Regions from separate parts of the Bombyx mori genome. Here region 2 is linked to region 1. A link is a contact called in public Hi-C data. All regions are on one chromosome and are shown on one strand. Each heading gives the region's core, a stretch centred on a gene start, on an enhancer-like site or on the middle of the called end of the contact. The rest is flanking DNA. Distances are from core to core; before and after follow the strand shown.

The links. Hi-C and Micro-C count contacts between places; a contact is called where the count stands out from the background.
Region 2: a Hi-C map of middle silk gland shows a contact between it and region 1, with 1.6 times the contacts expected there. The contact joins two enhancer-like sites. A contact is called at or near these places in 2 of 7 Hi-C or Micro-C datasets (middle silk gland and whole pupa).

The regions. Positions count from the first base shown.
Region 1 is chr21:8,484,891-8,492,245 of ASM3026992v2, forward strand. LOC101741678 (A disintegrin and metalloproteinase with thrombospondin motifs 7) reads right to left here. Exons shown (of 20, transcript XM_038018510.2): 8 at 3,860-3,973. Among protein-coding and RNA genes, the nearest start is that of LOC101737826, 24 kb to the left of the region's middle. Within about 2 kb of position 3,906, at least 5 of the 8 cell types and tissues checked have open chromatin away from gene starts, as enhancers often do.
Region 2 is chr21:8,529,599-8,536,953 of ASM3026992v2, forward strand. It overlaps LOC101741678 (A disintegrin and metalloproteinase with thrombospondin motifs 7), which reads right to left. Exons shown (of 20, transcript XM_038018510.2): 2 at 6,680-7,066. The coding sequence starts at 6,875. Among protein-coding and RNA genes, the nearest start is that of LOC101741678, 40 kb to the right of the region's middle. Within about 2 kb of position 4,048, at least 4 of the 8 cell types and tissues checked have open chromatin away from gene starts, as enhancers often do.

The sequences.
Region 1 (7,355 bases), core at 2,656-5,155:
GTTATTGATGTCGATTAGCCTCAGTACACACTTAACACCAGGTAGCTTGTCTACCGCTCTAAGCAATATCACAAAAAAATACCCATAGACATCTACTACGTGAATTACGTCAACCATCTTGAGACATAGACTCTAAGTCTTAATTGTGCAAGATAGACCTGACCAACCTTTGAACTTTAGTGATATCTACCCACGCAGTATGGACACCTGCCACGAGTATAACTCATCTTGTCTATTGATTGCTATTTCATTCCCTGCCATTTTTCAATTCCACATTAAAACATAACACATATTAAACTAGTGAACGAGCCATTCAAGATATAATTAATAAATGCATGACGGAAAAAATAATTTAATAACACTAAAATTGTTTGTTAGCTCTGATACAACATTACATGATTTTTTTTGCAGTAGAAAATACTTTTTAGTGCTTAATTTAAGAAATAAAGTCGCGGTCCTCCTTGATAGTGAAATTGTGAATTAAACTGAAATTGTAAACTAATCAAACCGTACTTTTTTTTCAACTATGCTTGCGACCCTTAAAGACGAGAAAAACCCACACGTTCTTATGAGTTCATGATTGTATCGGCGCGTCTACGAGTGTCGCCTACAAATTAAGTACGTACCTACAATATTATGTTTATTAAACTACTTATTATTATTGGAGATAAGAAAAAAGAAACAACGAACTTGTGTGGGTTGATAGCCAAGGTGTCAATGCACCGGGTGCATTGTTCGCTGCGAATGATGCATTCACACGTCTAGAGTACGAGGGTAAGGTCAATGGCTGTCACCATGTTTGCGCGTCTTACATAATATTTGTTTGTTTTACGACTGTGGCCGGTGGGTGTTGTCTAACGCGGCACCTGTGGTCCGTGCCAATTTCTTAATAATGCAAGCGTGAAGGAGTGTTCGCGTACGCAACGATCTAGCATACGTATTATAGCACATGTTATAAATGTTTCATAATTTTATATCTGGAAAGTAACGTCCTTGCGGTAATCTCGGCTCGGAAACATGACTCAGTACCGATAAACGAACAGCTAGGCAACGAACGGTTGCCAAATAAAACTTGCACTTATTACCAAAATAATGCTAACATTACTACTATGTGTGATTATTTCGAAGTTCATTGTTGAGTTTCTGAAGTGGGTCAAAATGATATATGAGCAACGAGTAGCATTCTATTATTGAAATTTATTTCTCTGTGAATCTCACTTGTGCTGGATTCAGTTTAGTTTCTAATGCCACCCGAGAAACTAAACTTTATGTTGCCAGCTGTAGTCATTATTTACAGGGTAATAATACTAGAATAATATCTCGTTTATTGACTCGAATATTTTAGTTATGAAATCACTGAATATCGACTGACGTTGCTATCTGTACCTATACGTCACATCAACTCCGAGCGGTCGTAGAGATCATGGATCCGTGATGTTTCTGTGGTAATATATAAGTGAAAATAGTAAATATATAAGTGACCTATTTATGTTAAATCGACGATTTGAATCTGATGATGCAAAATATTTATATAACACGCATGCTGTATGGTTTGGAAAAGGTAAAGAATCGGTGTAAATATTTTACAAGAATTTTCTCTTTTTCAATGCTGTCAAGCATATGGCAATTTTTTTAATAATTTTTTTAAAAATAGCATAACAGTTTATTTTAATAAACTTTATTATCTTTTATGGTTCGTATTAACGTTGAGTTGTGTAATTTTCTACACAAACGGATATCTCAGAATTCTACTCATAAATCATCCTTGTGGTTTAAATCATTTCTGTTATCTTATCGTACATTAAATACTTTATGGGTTTATAAAACATTGAATAGATATCGTCTATTGCGAATTTACAGAAGTCAAAACATTCGCTATTTATAACGTACGATCTTAATACGTTATGAAATATTATGAGTTGGTCCACTTGAAAGTTATGTAACGCGGCTTGTATACATACTGGATTGTAGACAGTGATTGTAGACGTAAAGAAATCGTTTCGGAAATTGAAACGGGATGAACTAATGCCGTAACTAAAAAGGAAACCAATATTCGATTTACAAATTTGAACAGATTTATTAGGTATTATTTAACACATTGTCTTCCACGGTGAAGGAATAACATCGTGTAATAAAAATCAAACCCACACAATTATAATTTGCGTAATCACTGGTGGTAGGACCTCTTGGGAGTCCGCACGGGTAGGTACCACCACCCCGCCTATTTCCGCCGTGAAACAGTAATGCATTTCGGTTTGAAGGGTGGGGTAGCCGTTGTAATTATACTGAGACCTTAGAACTTATATCTCAAGATGGGTGGCGCATTTACGTTGTAGATGTCTATGGGTTCCAGTAACCACTTAACATCAGGTGGGCTGTGAGCTCGTCCATCCATCTAAGAGAAAAAAAAAACACATTCTTCTAAGTTTGACCTGTATATATGTAATCTATGCCGTGTAATCTGTCAACTTAATTTTTATACGGCAAGACATCCGATTAACTTTATAATTTCGACACGTATCAAGGACCGATACAATAATTTTATCCTTTCGGTTGAAAATTGTAATGGTCATTTATTAAATTTGAACAGATTTATTATTAATTGAACACGTTTTATTAGTTTAAACTGTCCTAAATATCTATGTCATGCATTATTTCAATATAATAATCTTCATCAACTTCAAGACGTCGGTTTGACTTGAAAATTTGCAAACGTATCAAGGACGACATTTAATTTAATAATCATATTACTTGGATCTAATAAAAAAAGGTGCATTAAAATAATAATTATTAAATTCGGTTAGCTATTAAATTTTTTTCAACTACATTTATTTAATTATTGTTTCTATTAAATTTTGATAGTGTAATGCATAAAATCGATCTAAATCTTGAAATTACGGTTATTATGGAATTTTGAACACTGGGCGAAGACTGGTTGGTATACACATTGTACTTGTCGTTTAATTGTGTTCATGGTTCATGCACTTCGAAATTTACGGGAAAGTAGTTAGCAGACGGGCTATGCATTTACCGCGGCACCAAAAATGCAGTATATTAGCTAATTAAACCTTGTTTTTTATTCTATGTAAACATGTTTTTATTTTATATTCATATTAGATGATGATACCAATCCGTATACGCTTACAATGCGCCCTACGATCAGTATAACGAGACGATTCAGGAAATATTTAGTTTTGAAATTAGAAGTAAAAAAACATTGAAAAAAAAATCTACGAATGTTGAATTCTAAACAACAGGAAAACCTCAAATTGATCTTCGATTTCATACTAATTAAGTTTTACAGAAATATGTATTTTGATAGGCCGTTTAAATATATATATTTTTACAGGGACCTGTAATTAAATTTATTAAATGAAAATAATGGTTTATTTTATTAAATCATGTTAGTCAATCACTCAAAAAAAAGGAATTGTTAAAGTCAATATTCTGACGAGGTTTTCTCATATGAAATCGCTAAATATATTTTTATCAAATAGTTTTAGGTGATCACACGATTAGCAATGATACGTGTCGGATATCATTAAAACTTTTTTGCGGTTTAATCTCGCGTTTTTATTGTCATTACATTAGCTTCGACGCTTCGAATACTGTATATACTGTATGCATACAATATAGTATACTGTGTACTGAATACTAAATAGTATACTAGTATACCGAATACTGCAATATTCAGCCCTTCGTAACTAAGCGAATATATGAGTTACAATAAAAAAAAAACGCAAGATTAATACGATAAAGTAGTTTTATTGAGTTTATTACTTGCAAAAGCCGAAATAAATACTATGAATACGGTATGTTTAATTGACGCGAACTTGAATGGAAGGTGTACTGTACTTACTTGTGTCCCAGCTCGTGTGTAATTGTGTGAGCGAGCATTATTCCGTTGTCTTCGTTCACAGAACAGCTGCGGTCCGGCTTGCACATACCCGCTACGTGTGCTACACCCAAAGTACTGTGTGAATAAGAAATTATCATAAGTTTTTAATTAGTACATCCAAATTTAGTAGCGTAAAAAATCAAGTATTGGAAATGCAGCGCTCTTATCGGTACAGGTTTTATGGTAATATTCGGCTTACTGTTTATCTGATTTGCCTATTTTCCGCTTCTTTAAATAAGACTCTCGATGGGATACAATCCATCTTGAGGTCATTCATCATAATAACGATAGGTCACGGCTTATCTCTGCCCTTGGCATTGCTGACGTCCAAGAGCGACAGAAACCACCCACCATAAGGCATAAGGCCGTATGCTTGCCTGCTTACAAAGGCAAATAAAATGTTTTATAGAAAATTATTATATACATAATATGATTAATTCCTTCTTATTTATTTGAAGCAAGTCATTGTAACGTTCGCAATAAATATACTTCGTTAACAAAAAAAATAGGATTTTAATATTATGTTCTGCTTAAATAATATAACAGGTAAATTTATATTATTGATTTGATTTTTCCTATTTTATTCTATTTTTATTGGTTCTATGGGATTAATAATAAATATAATAACATGTATAAATATGCCCCAGACATGTATTGTCTACATACACCCAGAAGATACACCTAGAAGATTTTTACTGGTGGTAGGACCTCTTGTGAGTCCGCGCGGGTAGGTACCACCGCCGTGACTATTTCTGCCGTGAAGCAGTAATGCGTTTCGGTTTGAAGGGTGGGGCAGCCGTTGTAACTATACTTGAGACCTTAGAACTTATATCTCAAGGTGGGTGGCGCATTTACGTCGTGGATGTCTATGGGTTCCAGTAACCACTTAACACCAGGTGGGCTGTGAGCTCGTCCACCTACCTAAGCAATAAAAAAAAAAAAAAAAAAAGATAACCAAAAATAATTTACATAGATTCCGGATTCGATTTTGAACCCATTGGTATATCGATCAGGCTTACTAATCACTACATCAACGATCTGATCAAAAGAGTACATGTCCAAAACATTTCTATTTTTTACGGTTTTAAGTATTAATTCAAACTAGAGGTCCCGCAGTAGTCGAAATTCGACTATAATTAATTGGAATTGTAAGTTTGTACACTATTATTGTATTTTATATTTGTTAATTTCGCCAAGACTACACTATAAAAAATATTAACAAAGACAAACCATATTCTATTCTCAATTTGACAACAGACGTCAAGAACAAAAGTTTGACAATAAATAGTTTGCATGCGTGTGTGCGTCTAATACATGGTATGTAGTGTGTGTAATGTTTTCTTTATTGATTTAATGTATCTTTTATGCATTAGTTTAAAAAAATATTAGCACTGTGCACTTCTTCTCTATATTCTCTATAAGTGTGGAAAATTTCATACTCCTCCGTCCGCGCAATTTTCGTAAAAAGGGATACAAAGTTTTTGCTTCACGTATTAATATATAGATTAGACGAGCCCCATGGAGTCATCCGAATTAAGCAACTAAAAGAGAATGAAACTCGTAGCATTTCCCCGGGATACAGAGTTACTTGTCACTCTCTCTAATCCATAAACTACTAGTCGGATTGTATATAGGTCATTGGTATGTAAAATCACGAACAAGAAAACACTGGGTCGTATTTATTCTAACCGATATTCCCGACATAGTCTGGCGTTGTTATCAGAATGTTGTAACACATTCAGGCTGTAAGCTATCTCTGTGCCAAATTTATTCACTGTTTTTTGCGCGTTTATGTAACAGACATCTAAACATACGAACAAATATTTAAATAATAATATTTTAATTTATGAACTCATTAAATAGGTACAGGAAAAACATTCTCATTTGAGTATGTTTAACGGATTTTCTGATAAAGTAATTTAATTAATCACATGATTTCATGGAAACGGTTTTAGTAAGTAAGAATAAATAAACCTGTTTTGTGAGTGGGTACCTTTATTTAAGATCTATACTAAGAAATTTTATTTTTGGGTAATTTAATAGAGATAGAACATGAGGAAATAGAATTCTAAAAATTTACAAATGCATATTAAGAATTTAATTTCAATTTTATATGGTAAACGTTAAATGATAAATGCTCTGAGCTATTTTTATTGGTACGACATTTATAAGGCGCCATCAATGATAAAACAAAATTTTCAATCAAATATAGTGTATGTTGCAAATGAAATCACAATTGCGACAGGCATAGGGGTCCTGTCCAAGGAATCCAGGTTGTATGCATCGTTCATGCGGTTCATTCCCTGTTGTTTCAAGAGATATCAAAGGAAAACGATTAAGGTCGGTGGAATACGCTGAATGCGGGTTGCTAATGGATGCAGAATGCGGGATGTCGACTGGTCGTTGTGGCGGATCTCAGGGGCATCTATGTCTATGGGCTGATAATGACGAACCTTTGAGATCAATTTTTTTTATTAAAATATTATTACCGGACTTAATCTAGTCAACGGCCAACAAAGATATCACCAGTTGAATGCCGCCACTAACCTTGAGATTCTGCTACAAAGTAGTAGTACCATCCCTTAAATCGAAAGGAATAGTTGCTTTGCGGCAGAAATAGGCAAGATGGTGGGAATCGCATGGCCTAATAAAATACCCTAATAATATTTATACTATATTTACTTATACTGTATTTATATTAATAATAATACTTTTTATAATATTCAGAGGACGCTGTTGTCTGTTTTGTCGTAAATCCCTTATCGTCTTTTCGACTCCCACCGTAAGATGTGCATTAATGATATTCTAAACCACCATAATGTCAAGTTCATACGACCAAAACATACTGCGTTTTTTTTTTTTTTTTACTAAAAATCACGCCACGTTATCTACTGGTCCCGTGCTAAGTTCCTGAAGAGCTTGTGTTATAGGTACCAGAAAACGGAAATAAATGTAAGATTTTTATTACACACATACATATGTATATTTAATATACAGCCATGACCCTGGCAAAGACATTTTATATTTATCATACAAAAATATCTTCCCTCGGCGAGATTCGAACCCGCGACCCCCTTGTGTAGTGACCATGTCACTTACCACTACACCAGACAGACGTTGTAATGAAACAATAACAACGATAACACTTTTGTATTACACGGGAAATATTAAGTTTTATTTCGTCTAATATACGCAGCGTTAATGTACTCAGTTCGAGACGTACGTAGTTACGATGTTAAAATTAGACTATTACATTGTTACCGAGTCGTTTAACATTGAAATACATCAAATATTACGCCGTGTTCCAGTTTGTAAAAGTAAACAAAAACATTGGAGTACACGATCGAGAGAAATTCGAGACTTTTATTTACAAAGACTCAAAGCTCGCTGCTATTAATTAATATGTTACAATATAATGTTAAGGTATTTAGAGATAGTAAACGTTAACGACTGATCA
Region 2 (7,355 bases), core at 2,798-5,297, 45 kb after region 1:
GATTAAATGTTATCCAGTATAGCGCTGTTCGTGATATAATTTCGTTTATTAATTCAACTTTTTTAAATTAAATTTGTCAAATATCCCTGAAATTAGTGTTCAATGGTAAAATAGAAAAAAAATTGAGGCAAGAAAAATTTCATATTCTATTCTAAATTTATCATCGTAAAACGAAAATTTGTTATTATAATAAAATAGAACTCGATTTCCTTTAAAAAAAATAATAATGAATACTACGCTAAATTGCATCACGTAAGTTTTTTATTTACTTGAATCCGTAGATAGACAAAACCCTTTACTTAAACATTAATCGAGTCTGATTTTGTATGAGAGTACTTTAAATTGTTTTTTTTTTCTAAAAACGATGAAAGAAACAAAGAAATGTAACGATATAATTAGCATGACGGGCGCGTTTGTACGAGAGCGCGGGTCAATGTCGTGCCCTGCGCCCTGAACATGGCGCCATAGCACGGCGCCATCATTCCGTACATTCAAATAAATTTATGTATAATCATTATAATCTTAATGACATAATACGTATCTTCGACAATACTTTAAAGGTCTATGTTCGACAATTAATGTGTACGTGACGTTTTACACGAAAATCGTTTTCTATTTATGGAATACGTTGACGTTGATTTACGTCGCCGATAAAATAGTTTTAGCCGTGAATGAATACGGCACGACAGGTGAATTTACGTAATTAAAACACTAATCGAAAATAAAAATCTTAACTATTGCGATATTTATCTTAAGAATTGCACTTTTTCGAAATAATCATAAAAGATATTGAATCTGTTATCCATCTGATAAAAAGAATAATTAGAATTATTGTGTACTTGGCACATAAATACTCGTATATATATATAGCCCTATATATACTAAATGGTAATAAGCTTTTTGTGTTTCCTTATTTCAGTTTTAAGCTTAAACGTTCAATTATTTTGATAATTTTTTCCTAATGCATTGAATTCACAGTTTTCTCTAGAAAAATGATTTGAAGCATTTTTCTAGAATTTTCTTTATTTTTATACCATGAGGCTAGTCACTAACAACAAGCACGAATAGATTACATTTCATGCATTTTCAAATTAACATCGAATAGTATGGATAAACGCGTTGGGCTTTAATCAGATAGTTTGCCTTTCTAGGGACCCTAGGTTGTACCATACATTCAATGTTTCTCAATGTTCAATTTAAAATAATTCACCTTTGTTGTGACAAATTTCAATTTAGAAGGTTCTTTAAATAAAGTGAAACAATATGAAATCTGATATATGTTAACGCCATGTGAAAAAATCATAGAAAACGGTTTCTCGGTATGAAATTCTATTTTGTAACAAACAATTGCATTCGTTAGTTTTATCGCTCATCGTATGAACAAATTCATATGAATTCTGCGTGCTCCGTCAGCGACCAAACGGCGCTAGACACACGATATCGCATTTAAGGCCACACAAGTTCTATACATGCCACTTGTACTTGCCAACCATATTGGTCCAACAACGTATTCTAACATGGTAAAAAATGTTATTGTCCGATCTAGTTACCTTATTCGACTACACCTTGCATTACGCAGTGTACTTACTGTAAATTTCAAATAAGAAGTTTCATAAATTATACCCTGTTCACACAGGAATAAATTATGTTGAAATAAGCAGTTACCGATCTGTGAATTTTCGGATTTATACAATTTATAGATCACTAGCTTTAGGCTTACAGCTTCACTTGCATGGATAACAATTTTTGTTAAGATTCAGACAACATTAGCGATATAAACACAACTAAATAGTTTTATTAATATAACACCGTCATGATTTCGCCATTTTGTCCAAATTATTGACCAATTTATTTACACTAACCCTCATCGGCTTTCGCTCTTTCTATTCGTGGAAACCGTATCGAAATCGGCTGCATAGTTTACCCGAAGTGAAAAACAAAATACGACTTTGCTTTATACTATTTAGAGATAAATTGATGGTAGGACGTGATGTACGCCGGCACAAGCAAGTATCGTCGGTCTGGCTATTCTTGTTGCAAAGCATTCACACGTTCCAGTGAATAGCCGTTACTTGGATACAACTGAAACTTCAAGTTTCATTTGTTTTAATGTTAGCATTCACATGTAATATTTATCGGCGTAAATATTAAATATTATAAGCTTTATGTTTGCAATGCTCTACAGTGATAAGACGTGGCGGGCGATGTTTGCGAGTCCATCATCCCGTAGAAGCAAGTGGCGGTGCATGAGCAAGAATGGTCTTATCTATCCACACCTGCCCGTCGTCGTTGAGCCTAGAGCTGAGATAAGGGTTTCATTAAAATTTTGACCCCCCAAGTATTTCAGGTCCTCTTCAGTATATGCCATTTTGGAGACCAAGAAGACGACGTGTAAGTTGCTCTCTACGTGCGTCTTGCGATAGAGCTGCCGGTGATAGGTTATATCGCCGACCCACATAGGATCTGACTCAGCGGGTATCCTGGAAATACGAGTTAGCGTTTGACGTGCTTCGAGTAGGCTCTCGACCGAGAAGCCGGGTGATCGTGGACAAAACAATCACGGTGGGAGTAGAAGAATAGGGAAAATGGCAATCTGCACTCAAGAGCTGTGTAGCCGAATGATTAAAGTTTATTTTTATAACTGGAAGATGAAATAAATTATTTGTTATTACCGGTTACAATACCACGAAACCGCCTGGCCATTCTGTAAACCGACCTAATTGCTTAGCGCCTCACGTGTGCGCGTGTAGGTGGAAAGCAAAACTGTCTAAAATTGTCCAACATAGCCCACTTTTTTGTACAACGATTTAGTAGAACCTATTGATTTGAAAGAGCACTTATTCCATTATCTTTATCTGATTTAAAATCACTTTATATTCATCGAAGTACTTAAACTTCTGTGAGGCGTGATAAAATCGGAATGAAACGCAATAGGGCGCCACATCCAGTGTCTTACGTAAGTTACATTATACTACAAAGAACAAAGAACGGTCCCTAGACAGTTACAGAACCCCCGTGGTTATAATGTGTCTGTAATCTAACAGAATTAATTGTTTTTTCGTCTGAATGCCACAGCACAAGCAGTTTGGAGATATTTACGTTTGTTATTGCCTCCATATTGGGATTGCAGTAATCATATTCATTATTTTGGGGTCCGTAGACTGGTCAAGGTCAATTTTAATGATCCTAAACCTATTTCAAGTCAATTTAGCTACAGGATAATCTCGAAGATGTTTGTAAATTGTTTATAGTTAAATCACCATTGAAATTTAAAAAAAACATGGTACATTTGCATTTTTGTACTAGTGTTCCTCCGTCCTTTCTATTTCTATCGCTGTCTATCGATATCTATCGGTTTTTAGAATTTTTAACTTTTTTTAAGTGTGATGGCCTCTGGTAAATATTTAAGATTAATAGGGTCGCAATGGATCGTTTTTCTCAACGTGACGTGAAAAAAATTGAAAATGAAATTGGCACCCGAAAGTAGATCGAGCCAACAATATAGATGTAGGTATTACATCATTTTTCGAGCATAATCAGAGTATGTAAACTGTGGCATTATACGTGTATACGGCGATGTGACAAGAACAAACTCTTTACGAGTTTCCTGTAAAAATACGTGCTGCGTAACTATTTATTTTGTGACTAAATACATTTAATTTTCACGATAAGATCGTTCGCTCGTCTATCTTTAGAAACGGTGATATTTAATAACTACACTAAGAAAAAAAAGGCCCCGAATAAAAAGGTAACATTAAAAGGCTTCAGATCGTATTTATTAGACATCTGATTTCCCCAAAATAAATTACATGCAGTTCTATTAAGTGTGCAAATTATTGCAGAAACTTTAAGACGAAGAAGATCGATTTAATGAAAATACATGTGTTGGTGTGATTGAATTATTATCTGACGTAAAACGCCAATCATATTTTACTAACAAAATATGGTAAAGGTATGTTTCGTTTAAAATGTGCATGATTTTATGAAACGTTCAGGACTGAGTGGCCTCAATGCACATAATATCGTGTGTAAAGTGACAGTTTTACGTCACCACCTACGTCACCCCGACCAACGGATTCGCGCCTTTTCTGCACTACGAAGATAAGGTTCCGCGTACAAATATTGAATTTACACGATAACGAATCAAGATCGTTATACTTTACTTTTTTATGGAGATAAAAAAATTCGGTAATATTTTAATTAAATCTTTTATAGCGCTCTCATCAAATGGCTTGTTAATTTTCCTTGTTGTTTTGAAGCCGGATTGTTTTGGAAAAGTTGCTTTTATAAAACGGAGAAATAACGGAATAATTAAAAAATGTTTTTTAAATTGTTACTTAGTTATTATTGACTATTTGTATACATACGTACATGTTGAAATAGAGATAAATGTCTTCAATGAATTTTTCTAGTAACACATAGTTCTTCAGATATTTTTTTGTTTTTAATTATGCAGAAATATGTTGAACTGCCGCGCGCCGGCGCCGTGACTATAAGTCCACAATTCGTTTTTCAGATTTTCCTAGATGACTTTGATTACTTTTTTATATTATAATGATAATTAAATGTGGTTAAGCGCGGGTGACACAAAAAATCAAAGGGTCGAAGCTTCGGGTAATTTTTTGCATAATTATGATACTTATGCCAGAGGTTTGAAATTAGTTATTAAAACTACGTTCTCAATTTTCTGTCAATGAATATTGTATAGCACAGAATGTTTGATAAAAACGGTCGTTTTTGGTAAATGTGTTATATGTAGTTAAGTTACATTGTATTTGGCATTAAATACAATTTCAAGAGTTGATTTTCTGCTAATTCATGCTTCAAGAAAAGTTTGAACTCGAACTAAATAACAATTAATCACAGTTAATTTTCGAGTTTTGGGATTAAATATTAAAATAACAGAAAATTGAAGTTTGAAATCAATGACACTATTTAGGTTGCATACAATTTCCCAATTTACCGTTTAACGACAATTTATCCGAAATCTGAGAAACGCTTGATGTTCCGTATGCCCATAAACTTTGTTCGTAAAAATTGAAACATAATATTATAGAATTCATAAAGAAACTCAAAGTCGATTTGATCATCAATAAAAGTGTCAATAATAAAACAAAAAGATTTTCTTACATTGCAATTCATAAAATGTATTTGTGGTAAGTAAGTTGATATTCAAGCATTTATTTAACTTCAGAATTCATATTTATTTATTCTCGAATGCGCGTCATCTATACTAATATATAAATCTACAGTGATTTTTACGGATGTTCGGTTATAACTACTGAACCATGCATCCGATTAACTTGAAACTTGGTATCCATGTAGAAAATACATGTACTTAATGGATAGGCTAATATTTATATGAATTTTTTTTTATTGCCCTTGTAGGCAGACGAGTATACGGCCCACCTGATGGTAAGTGGTTACCGTCGCCCATGGACTTCAGCAATGCCAGGGGCAGAACCAAGCCGCTGCTTACCGCTTAATACTCTCCACAAGCCTCGTTTCAAGAAGGACATGTCATAGCGCTCGGGAAACATCAGTCCTTAATAATAATTACAATAAATAATAATGTTATTTTTAAATGTCCAGCGAAGCGGGCGAGTACGGTTAGTTTTATTATAAATCTGGGACATTCGCTAATCTCCTTAATAAGTAAAAATTAAAATTAAATTCCAAATATTCCAATTCCAAGTATACGTAGGTACCGGGAAGCCTTAATCCAATTACAGACGTTTCAAACTATTTGACAAACACAAAAAGGTCCGGCGTCATGGGAACACGAAGGCAAAACTGAAGAAATCCATCTTGTTTAAAATCCTTACGTTTGCGAACCCATGTCACCCGTCACTTCTAATTGTTTACGAGATATCAATTTTGAATTCCTCTTTGATCAGACGCGAGATTTGGATTTTTTTATTTTTTTCTCGTAACATGATCTCTCTCGGGTAGAAAAATTTAATTTTTATTATTCCATCGGCACGTGATGAATTAATATAAACGACAGAATACACTACCTGACAAACTACGGATATTCATGCAGACTAACAATTACCTCGGCTCGAATGCTAATTTTCTCAAATTCTATTCACACGGTGTCCGTTTCTATGAAGAAGATGTCAATTTTATTAAAATTGTTGAAACGTTGCTCTACGCATAAATTCCACATTAATTCATTTAAATTTGTACTCAACGTCCATCGTAACAATTACATCACAGCATACTTGGTTGTAGTTCTACTGTCACAAAAACGATTATTTTTTAGTTATTTTATTCAACAAAAAGAAACACTGTTTTTTTCTCATATGATTGTTGAATATTTTCCTTAATTTGATCCCACCTTGAACGTTTGAAAATAAACAATTATATTACTATCAGACTTCCACAAAATATGCCGTTAAAAAATAAATATTGTCATTAATATTACTGGTAGGACCTCTTGTGAGGCCGCGCGGGTAGGTACCACCACGCTGCCTATTTTTGTCGTGAAGCAGTAATGCGTTTCGGTCTGAAGGGTGGGGCAGCCGTTGTAACTATACTTGAGATCTTAGAACTTATATCTCAAGGTGAGTGGCGCATTTACGTTGTCGATGTCTATGGGCTCCAGTAACCACTTAACACCAGGTGGGCTATGAGCTCGTCCACCCATCTAAGCAATAAAAAAATAAAAAAAACTCACCAGTGTGCATAAATGTATCTATGCTATCCTGGACTTCTCGGTTAACGTCGTCGGAACCAAGCTCCACTCTCGTCATGTCATCAGTCCAGACGTGCTTCGCGTCGCACCACGCTACCAGCATTTGGAAAAGCAAGAGTTTGAACAATGAACACCGCACTTCCATCTTGTTGAGCACCCGAGATTCACTCGCGCGCATCGCTGTCTCTCGATTGAAACTTTAATCTTACTGAGTTCAGTGTCCTAACATAACCACGGCACTACTGATTCGTGTTCACTAAAAATGTCATTAAATACAATGACATTTAGGACGCTTTATGCTTGTAGTTGGATATTGATAAAGAGAACGTTATTCTTCTTCTACTCTGGTCTGCTGTCATTATTGACTACCTGTAAAGATATAAATAGCATTTAACAAAAAATAAAAATCAAAACAAAAACGTCACGTCAAATCATATCACACTACATCAATTAGTCTCAATTAATTTCATATCGAAGGTTGTCCGCAGGGCCATTTAACATATGAATGACTGACTGAATTAAAAAAAAACACATCTGATAACTCAGCTGTGAAATAATTTATTTCAAAATAACTAGTTCTCACACAATCATAAGCCGTTTATGGTAATCACTCGAAGATATTCATTTTGTTGTTCGTAAAATGTTTGGATTTTATATA